2 separate regions of the Mus musculus genome follow, and region 2 is linked to region 1. The links are chromatin contacts, called in public Hi-C maps. All regions are on one chromosome and are shown on one strand. The core of a region is the stretch at or near the end of the contact, and the rest is flanking DNA. Distances in the headings are between cores, read along the strand shown.

The links. A called contact is a pair of places that touch in the nucleus more often than the background predicts.
Region 2: a Hi-C map of the N1E-115 cell line shows a contact between it and region 1, with 11 times the contacts expected there. The contact joins the promoter of Bsdc1 here to the enhancer-like site in region 1. A contact is called at or near these places in 19 of 39 promoter capture datasets (the 3T3-L1 cell line, 3T3-L1-derived adipocytes, the C10 cell line and 13 more), 2 of 15 datasets of contacts at CTCF or cohesin (embryonic stem cells and large pre-B cells), 13 of 484 Hi-C or Micro-C datasets (B cells, the Ba/F3 cell line, the G1E-ER4 cell line and 6 more), 2 of 115 datasets of contacts at active chromatin or transcription factors (bone marrow-derived macrophages and embryonic stem cells) and 2 of 9 other capture datasets (adipose tissue and embryonic stem cells).

What each region holds. Positions count from the first base shown.
Region 1 is chr4:128,946,233-128,949,781 of GRCm38.p6, reverse strand. It overlaps Azin2 (antizyme inhibitor 2), which reads left to right. Exons shown (of 11, transcript NM_172875.4): 6 at 58-192; 7 at 825-990; 8 at 2,164-2,323. Among named protein-coding and RNA genes, the nearest start is that of Gm15904, 12 kb to the right of the region's middle. Within about 2 kb of position 1,416, at least 34 of the 459 cell types and tissues checked have an H3K27ac peak or open chromatin away from gene starts, as enhancers often do. A contact at or near this core is called in the N1E-115 cell line, embryonic stem cells and liver, where this site is marked.
Region 2 is chr4:129,459,125-129,462,934 of GRCm38.p6, reverse strand. Bsdc1 (BSD domain containing 1) reads right to left here and starts at 1,256. Exons shown (of 11, transcript NM_133889.2): 1 at 1,230-1,256; 2 at 933-993. The coding sequence starts at 1,240.

The DNA of each region.
Region 1 (3,549 bases), core at 167-2,666:
TGGCAGTGGGCGGGGGATAGGGTGCTCACTCAGCAGGATTGCCTCCGTTCTCCACAGGATGGTTCTGTGCATTGCTACCCAGGACTCCCACTCTCTGAATCACCTGAGCCTGAGGTTTGGGGCGTCGCTGAAATCCTGCAGACATCTGCTCGAGAACGCCAAGAAGAGCCACGTGGAGGTGGTGGGTGTGAGGTGTGCAATGGGAACCAGGCACCCTGCCCAGGCCAGACTCACTACCCTTTCTCCCAGGAATTATTTGTGGACATCCTGGGCCTTCCGCTGGGCCTGCAGTTTTGCCACCAGAGAGTGTCCTTTCTTTAGAAGGAAGGTTTATTGGCATTTCTTTCCAGAGCTCCATAGTCCCCAGAAGGTCTCATCTCAGGAGGTTTTTCCCACGGACGTGGCTTTGAGGTAGTTCTGCATGCCTATAAGCCGGAGACCATAGCCATGCTCTGGAGATGTCTCTGTCCGTGCAGAGATGGGGCCACATCTCTAGTTTCCTTTATTCTGTACTTCAGGTTCAATGCCCAGTGCCTGATGCCTTGAACAGTAAGGACTTTTGTCCCCAGCCTGTAGATGGCAAGACATAAACAAAGCAAGCCTAGTGACTTGCCCTGGCCACATGATACCTTGGGACTCCAGCCCTTATCCCCAAAAGGTTTCTCTCCAGAGAGGCATGGAGAGATGGGAGAAGTGCCACCTTTCTGTTCCTAGCTTCCCACGTGGCCCTCTGTAGCCTATGGTCCCAGGCCTCAGTGGTTGCATCTGTAACGTGGGGCTACCTGGACCTTGTATGTAAGCCAAGGCTCTTCCTCCTTTCCCAGTTTTCACATTGGCAGTGGCTGTCCTGACCCTCAGGCCTATGCCCAGTCCATCGCGGATGCTAGGCTGGTGTTTCAGATGGGCGAGGAGCTGGGCCACACGATGAACATCCTGGACCTTGGCGGCGGCTTTCCTGGCTTAGAGGGAGCCAAAGTGAGATTTGAAGAGGTAATGTGTGGTCAAGCGTGGCCTGATGGTTATTCTGTGGTAGGGTATAACAATCCCACTGTGCATACCTTTGGCCCGACTGTCAACACCTTGGGCTTGGTGGATTTTATTGATATTTATTAATCCTGTGCTGTGGCTCAGCTGGGCTCATGGTCTGTGTCATTTCCCAAGCCCGCAGCTGAGCTGGCTGTACCCCAGCTCTGCTTGACTCCCATGCACTTAGCTAGCTAGTTAGAGGCCCAGCCAAGGTAATTTACCTTCCATGAACTCTACAGTGGTCTGAATATGTGTGTCTAATTTACCCTCCAATGGGCTGGTAAGAAACCTGGTGGGAAGGGCACGTGAGGAAAACCAACCTTTGTTTTGCTCCCCTTGTATCCAACATAAATGTGTTGTCGTGATTCCCATTCTGACCCCTAGGGGGCGCATCTCCCTCGTAGTGCATTACTTATGGAGTCTGGACTGTACCAAGTGGCCAGGAGAAGGCCCCAGATGTCCCAGGAATTAGCCTCGAAGTTGACAATTGTGGCCTTGCTAGACATAGCAGAAGTCTAGTAGACTTCCCAGGGCTCAGACTGGCTGGGTATGATGAGAACATTCATGTGGGTAGGACATTCAGAATCCATTGAGTGCACCAGGCTATAAAAATACACATGTGCTGGGGGTGGCATTACACGTTTATAATCCCAGCACCTGGGAGGTGGATGTAGGAGGTCAGGAGTTCAAGGCCAGCCTGGGCTACAATAACTAACCTAATAAGACAAAACAAAACAACGCTAAAAAACTCCAAGCCCACACAACTCAATTGTATTTATAATTAAAAGTAGTGTTTGCATAAGAATGAAAGTCAGCGACCAGGTTCACCCACCCTGATGGCAGATCTAGCTTTGCACACTTGCCTTTTTTTTCCCCTTGGAATCTGACCTACTGTGTAACATGCGAGTTGTTTATGCCCAGGAACCTGGAATCTGAGCACCGAGCATTATGGGAAAGAATACCCCATTCTATGTGGGATTATCTGGACGAATGAGCTATATGACGTCCTCACTCCAGCTCCGCCCCAGCCCAGCCTCCCCCTTCCTGGCTAGCTGTCACCCAGCTACCAGGTGGGACCTTTCCACTGCCGAATTCTTCCCGAAATCTCATGGTCCCGCACGCTGCTCTTCTCTCCAGATGGCCTCAGTAATTAACTCAGCCTTGGACCTGTACTTCCCTGAGGGCTGCGGTGTGGACATCCTTGCTGAGCTGGGACGCTACTACGTGACGTCTGCCTTCACTGTGGCTGTCAGCATCGTCGCCAAGAGGGAGGTTCTGGACCAGGCCAGCAGGGAAGGTGGGTGTGGTGCCAGATGGGCGTGGCCGGCTAAGCAGGGGTGGGGCCTTCTGGAGAATGGGTATTTTCTCTAGGGAAAGTTGCAGTCAGTTCCCCTCACCCCAAAGACAATTTTATCTCGTTATCCCAGTGGTTCTCAACCTCCCTAATGCTGAGACTCTTTAATACAGTTTCTCGTGTTGTGGTAACCCCCAACCATAAAATTATTTCCATTGCTACTTCACAGATGTAATTTTCCTATTGTTATAACTCATAATGTAAGTATGTGATATTTCCTATGGTCTTAGGAGACCCCTGTGAAAAGGTCATTTGATCCCCCAAGGGGGTCTTGAGTGACAGGTTGAGAACGGCTGTGAGAAATGGAATCAAAGAGAATGTAAATGAAGAGGCTAATGGTTGGCTAGAGCTGAGCTTCCCTCTGACCCCATGTCTGCCTCCGCTCATCCTTTCTCATAACCTCATGAGGACAGATTTGTTGACACAGGACAGCGCATAGTCAGGGACAGGTTAAGTCATCAGGTCCGGGCACAGGACTGATATAGAACAGTGCTGAAGTTCAAGTTCAGCCCAGGCTGACTCGGAGCTCACGTGCCCACACCACTGGCATCAGGTGATGCAGAACTCACGTGCCCACACCACGGGCATCAGTGATTTCTTTGCCCTTCCATGTCAGAGCCCCATGAGTGGCCGGGGTCAGTGAATCTGATTTTGGGCCTTGCCCTCTGCTCCAGGCCCCTCACACCGGAGAAAGCCTCCCAGTGCTGTGCTCATCCTCAGATAGAGCTTGTTGGCAGCGCGGGGGCTCCGGGCAGCGTGGAGCTCTGGGCAGCATGTGCATGTGTGCATTCAGACATTCTCTTGACCTCTTAGAGACTTGGGGCTATCCTACCTAGTGTGGCTAGCCTGCCTGGTTTCCTACTCTGTCACACCTCCTCCCTGTCACATGCCTCTGAGAAAGTGGCTTAATGTCCTGGTGACCTGAGTTTGGGTGAGCTGCCTTCCTGCTTTTCCTAGGGCCTCGAGGGGACTCTGAGGCAACAGGGAATTATGGTGTCCTGACTCAGCTGCCCCGAGGGAATCCTCCCAACTCAGAAGTGGATCCATGTCACCAAAAAGATCCATGTCACCAAAAAGGTGGCTTTTGTTGCAGGGTCCATCTCATAGCTGCAGAAAGAGCAACCGTTTGCTGCACAGCTCTCTCCTTATTGAGCCCACTGTGGTGCTAG
Region 2 (3,810 bases), core at 7-2,506, 510 kb before region 1:
CACACGGGGAGTCCTCACAGGACAGGACACCTGCCGGATAGCACACTTTCTTTGCATGCTTGAGGTCTCATATTAATCCTTAGCGTAAAGTCCTGCCTCTCCATCATCAATAAAACTTCCAGCACAGGGAATTCTCAGATGTGCTGAGCTGTAGCTTGAGCGGAGGCTTCCCAGGAGAACCCGGAGCAAGGAGAAAATAAAAACAAAAACCAAAAAACCAAAAACCAAACAAACAAAAACCGTTCCTAAAGTACTGGGCTGACTTGAGATCAGAAGCCTCTCGGAGTCTGCCCTGAAGCACGACTCCCTTCACTTGCTTGAGGTAAACAGTAATTAGTTACCCCACGACTTAGTTGGGCTGCCTGTAAATAAAGGAATGTGGGATAAAACAGGAACACCAACTGGCATTGCCTAGGACAAGGACAAGCATTAGTCACAATCACAGCCACTTCCCCAGGTCTCCACTCTCTGGCCCCCCCTCATCCCTTTGTAAACCAGTCACATAGGCACCATCAGGTACCAGCGCATATGGCAATCCTCATCTCTACCCGGATTCTTGGCTACACCTTCCTTGGCATGCTCATGACTCCCTAGTCTGGACAATTAGGGACTGCCCTTTCCCGGTATTCACAACAGTAACTAAGCAACTATTTTGCTTGACTGCCTCCACACCAGACTGAGCTTTGTGAGGCCCAAGACTATCTGTCTGGCTAAGGTCTATATCCTCCCAACCTGTCTGTGAGTAGTGACTGTCACATATTCTAATAAATATTGCTGTTTAAGAGTAAGATGTTGTTAGTGGTGGTGTTCTACCCTTTTCTCGTAAATGGCCTCACAGAAGCTCAAAAAAACCCAAGCAGGGGCTAGCTGGGGTTGGTTGCAAGGAGACGGCCGCGGTGCCCTGCCGAGGGAAGGGTGCTGGCCCGGCTTACCTTCTCTTTGACTGCCTGGTAGCTCTGCTGCAGCCAGCTCCGCCACCACCCCACGTCCTCCCTGTGGAAGACAGACACATCTGACGGCCCTGCCGGGCGACTCCAGCCCAGCCTCCGGCCGGAGATGAGGCTTTTCCGGCCGCTTCCCCATGCCCTCGCACCACGCCTCCGCTCTGCCCTTCCAGCTCAGTCCGCACCCGCACCGGCAGCCTGTCCCCAACAGGGACCCCTGGCCCAGTACCCCATCCCTCGAAAAGCCCAAGCCCCCAACGCCAGAAAGCGGAACGCCAAGCTCACCCTTCCGCCATCTTGCCAGCATGACATCACCACTATTTACCGACCTTTGACTTCCGACACGGCACCGCCCCCTCAGGCTCCGCCCCCATGAGCGTGCCCCAATCTTAACACAAGGACAACTCTCCGCCCAGTCCCCGCCCCCCTACATCAATGTGTCTGGCCTTTGTCCAATCCATGTCCCAAATGCGATTTGTCCCGCCTCTGAACTCTCGATCCAATGGTGTGTAAGATTGTCCTCGGGTCCCACCAACCAGCCGCTAGCTTTCCCGGTAGTCCCTGACTACAGTGGCCTCTCCGGGCCAATTTCGGCAGGCTCGTTAGACCGCCAATTAGAAGGCGAGGCGAGGAAAGGAGAGGCCGGGTTGGGACGTTGTGTTCTTAGAACCTGGAGTTAAGTTCCGCCCCCCTTTGTGAAGCCAGCCGCGTAGCAGCTCCTTGGTGTTCTGCTGCAGGCTAATTCAGCAAGCTCCGATTGCGGACCTCAGAGCCAGAGTAAGGCTATGGGGAGAATCCAGAGCTCTCCTCGGGATGACACCCAGGATCATTTGGAGAGGCAGATACATATTCACATTATTTCTTAAGCCCGATTTAAGAAAACGCTAGCTGAAAGTGTTCTGGAAAAATCCCACTGATAGGGGGGAATTGAGGTCTATTGTGTGGTGGAAGGGGGATTTACATAGATCCTGTGGCCCTACCTACTACTTCCTCAATCTACACAAACCCCTCCTTCACCTCCAGCAGGAGGTTGACTCCCCTCCTCGAAGGCTACACTGTAATCAAGGTCATCACTGCTACCTGATCCCATAGCCTCTTACCTGCCTGAGGAACAAGCTATATACTAATTCTCCCAGTGTTCCCCAAGGCCTCCCATCTAACTTTCAAAAAGATTGTTGCTGGTATTTCTCCTGTCTAAAAAACTAACAACTATTGGATGGATCACAGGGCTCCCAATGGAGGAGCTAGAGAAAGTACCCAAGGAGCTAAAGGGATCTGCAACCCTATAGGTGGAACAACATTATGAACTAACCAGTACCCCGGAGCTCTTGACTCTAGCTGCATATGTATCAAAAGATGGCCTAGTCTGCCATCACTGGAAAGAGAGGCCCATTGGACACGCAAACTGTATATGCCCCAGTACAGGGGAATGCCAGGGCCAAAAAAAAAATGGGAATGAGTGGGTAAGGAAGTGGGGGGGAGGGTATGGGGGACTTTTGGGATAGCGTTGGAAATGTAATTGAGGAAAATATGTAATAAAAATAAATAAATAAATAAATAAATAAATAAAAAAATAAAGTAGACCACCATAAGGCTGTTAAGGGAGAAAAAATGGAATGAGTAATTTCCAGTGGTCTTTCTCCCTTCTAAGGTCCATGCTTTGCCTGCAACGAATGCACAAGGTTTAAAGCTAAAAAATGCTGTGATAAATGATTTGTGCTACTGAACAAGATGGGCTAAGAAACAAGTTGAGTTCTTTAATCCCCAACAGAATCTACCTTTGCAATTTCATTCCCCACATTAAAGGTCACTTGGAACTACTGCCTGCCTCTACCTCCCAAGTGCTGGGGTTAAAGGCATGCGCCACCACTGCCCGGCATGTATTTTTTTTTTTTTAACTAGACAATTTAATCCAAGATATTGCAGGTGCTAGGCAAACATGCTATCAGTAAATTACATCCAAGCCCTGAACTGTTAATTTATAATCGCACACATAAAACCATGCCAGTCAGATGGCCGTGCCTCCTCCCAGGGTTCTCCTTTCTGTTCCTACCTGGTTGGTCTGACCTTGCACCTCCACCCTCCTTGCTCACACTGCCCCACATACAAAGGCTACTTAGATTTCCCAGAAACTTTCTGGTGCTTTCCTGACCCTGAGCCCTTGAACATGTCTTCTCTGCCTGCAGTTCTCTGACCTCAGTTTCTTACCCACTCTGACCATGCTATTGAGAACTGCAGCTTGTGCACCATAAATACCAGCACTTGGAGGTGGGGGTGAAAGACCCCAAGAGGAGCCCCTCGCTCAGGCCTCGGGATAATAGCGGACCCCCAAGATCTCATGAGAGACCAAGCTTGATGCAAACCACATGAGGCTTTATTTGGGGAAAGCCAGAGCTCTAGGGACGACTCATCCCACGCAGGGGTAGAGGAGTCGACCTCGAGGGGAAAGGGGTCCCAGTTTTTATAGGCCCTCGGGGAGGGGGGGAGGAGAAGGGGGAAGTAGGGGATTTCCAGGTCTTCTCAAGAAATGGGTATGGGAGGGGTACAAGGAAAGAGTCTAGTGCAGGTGTAGCAACTCCAGATTGGCCCGGCTGTGGTTGCTGGGGAGATTTTCCAACTCTAGCCCAGCAACCAATATCACAAACACCTGGCAGTGAGGTGCAGCAGTGGGCACACACATGGGTTCAAGGAACGGCCAGAACATTGGCAGACACATGAGTTCGAGGAGCGGCCAGAGCATTGTGCACCTCTATTTTTCTAGATCAGTGAAGCTAGTTCTGCTTACAATGAAATCTATTTTGCCAATTTCAGGGCTTCTGTGACCTTTTACATTCTGTCAGGATCTTTCAGGGGCAGGTGGATTTCT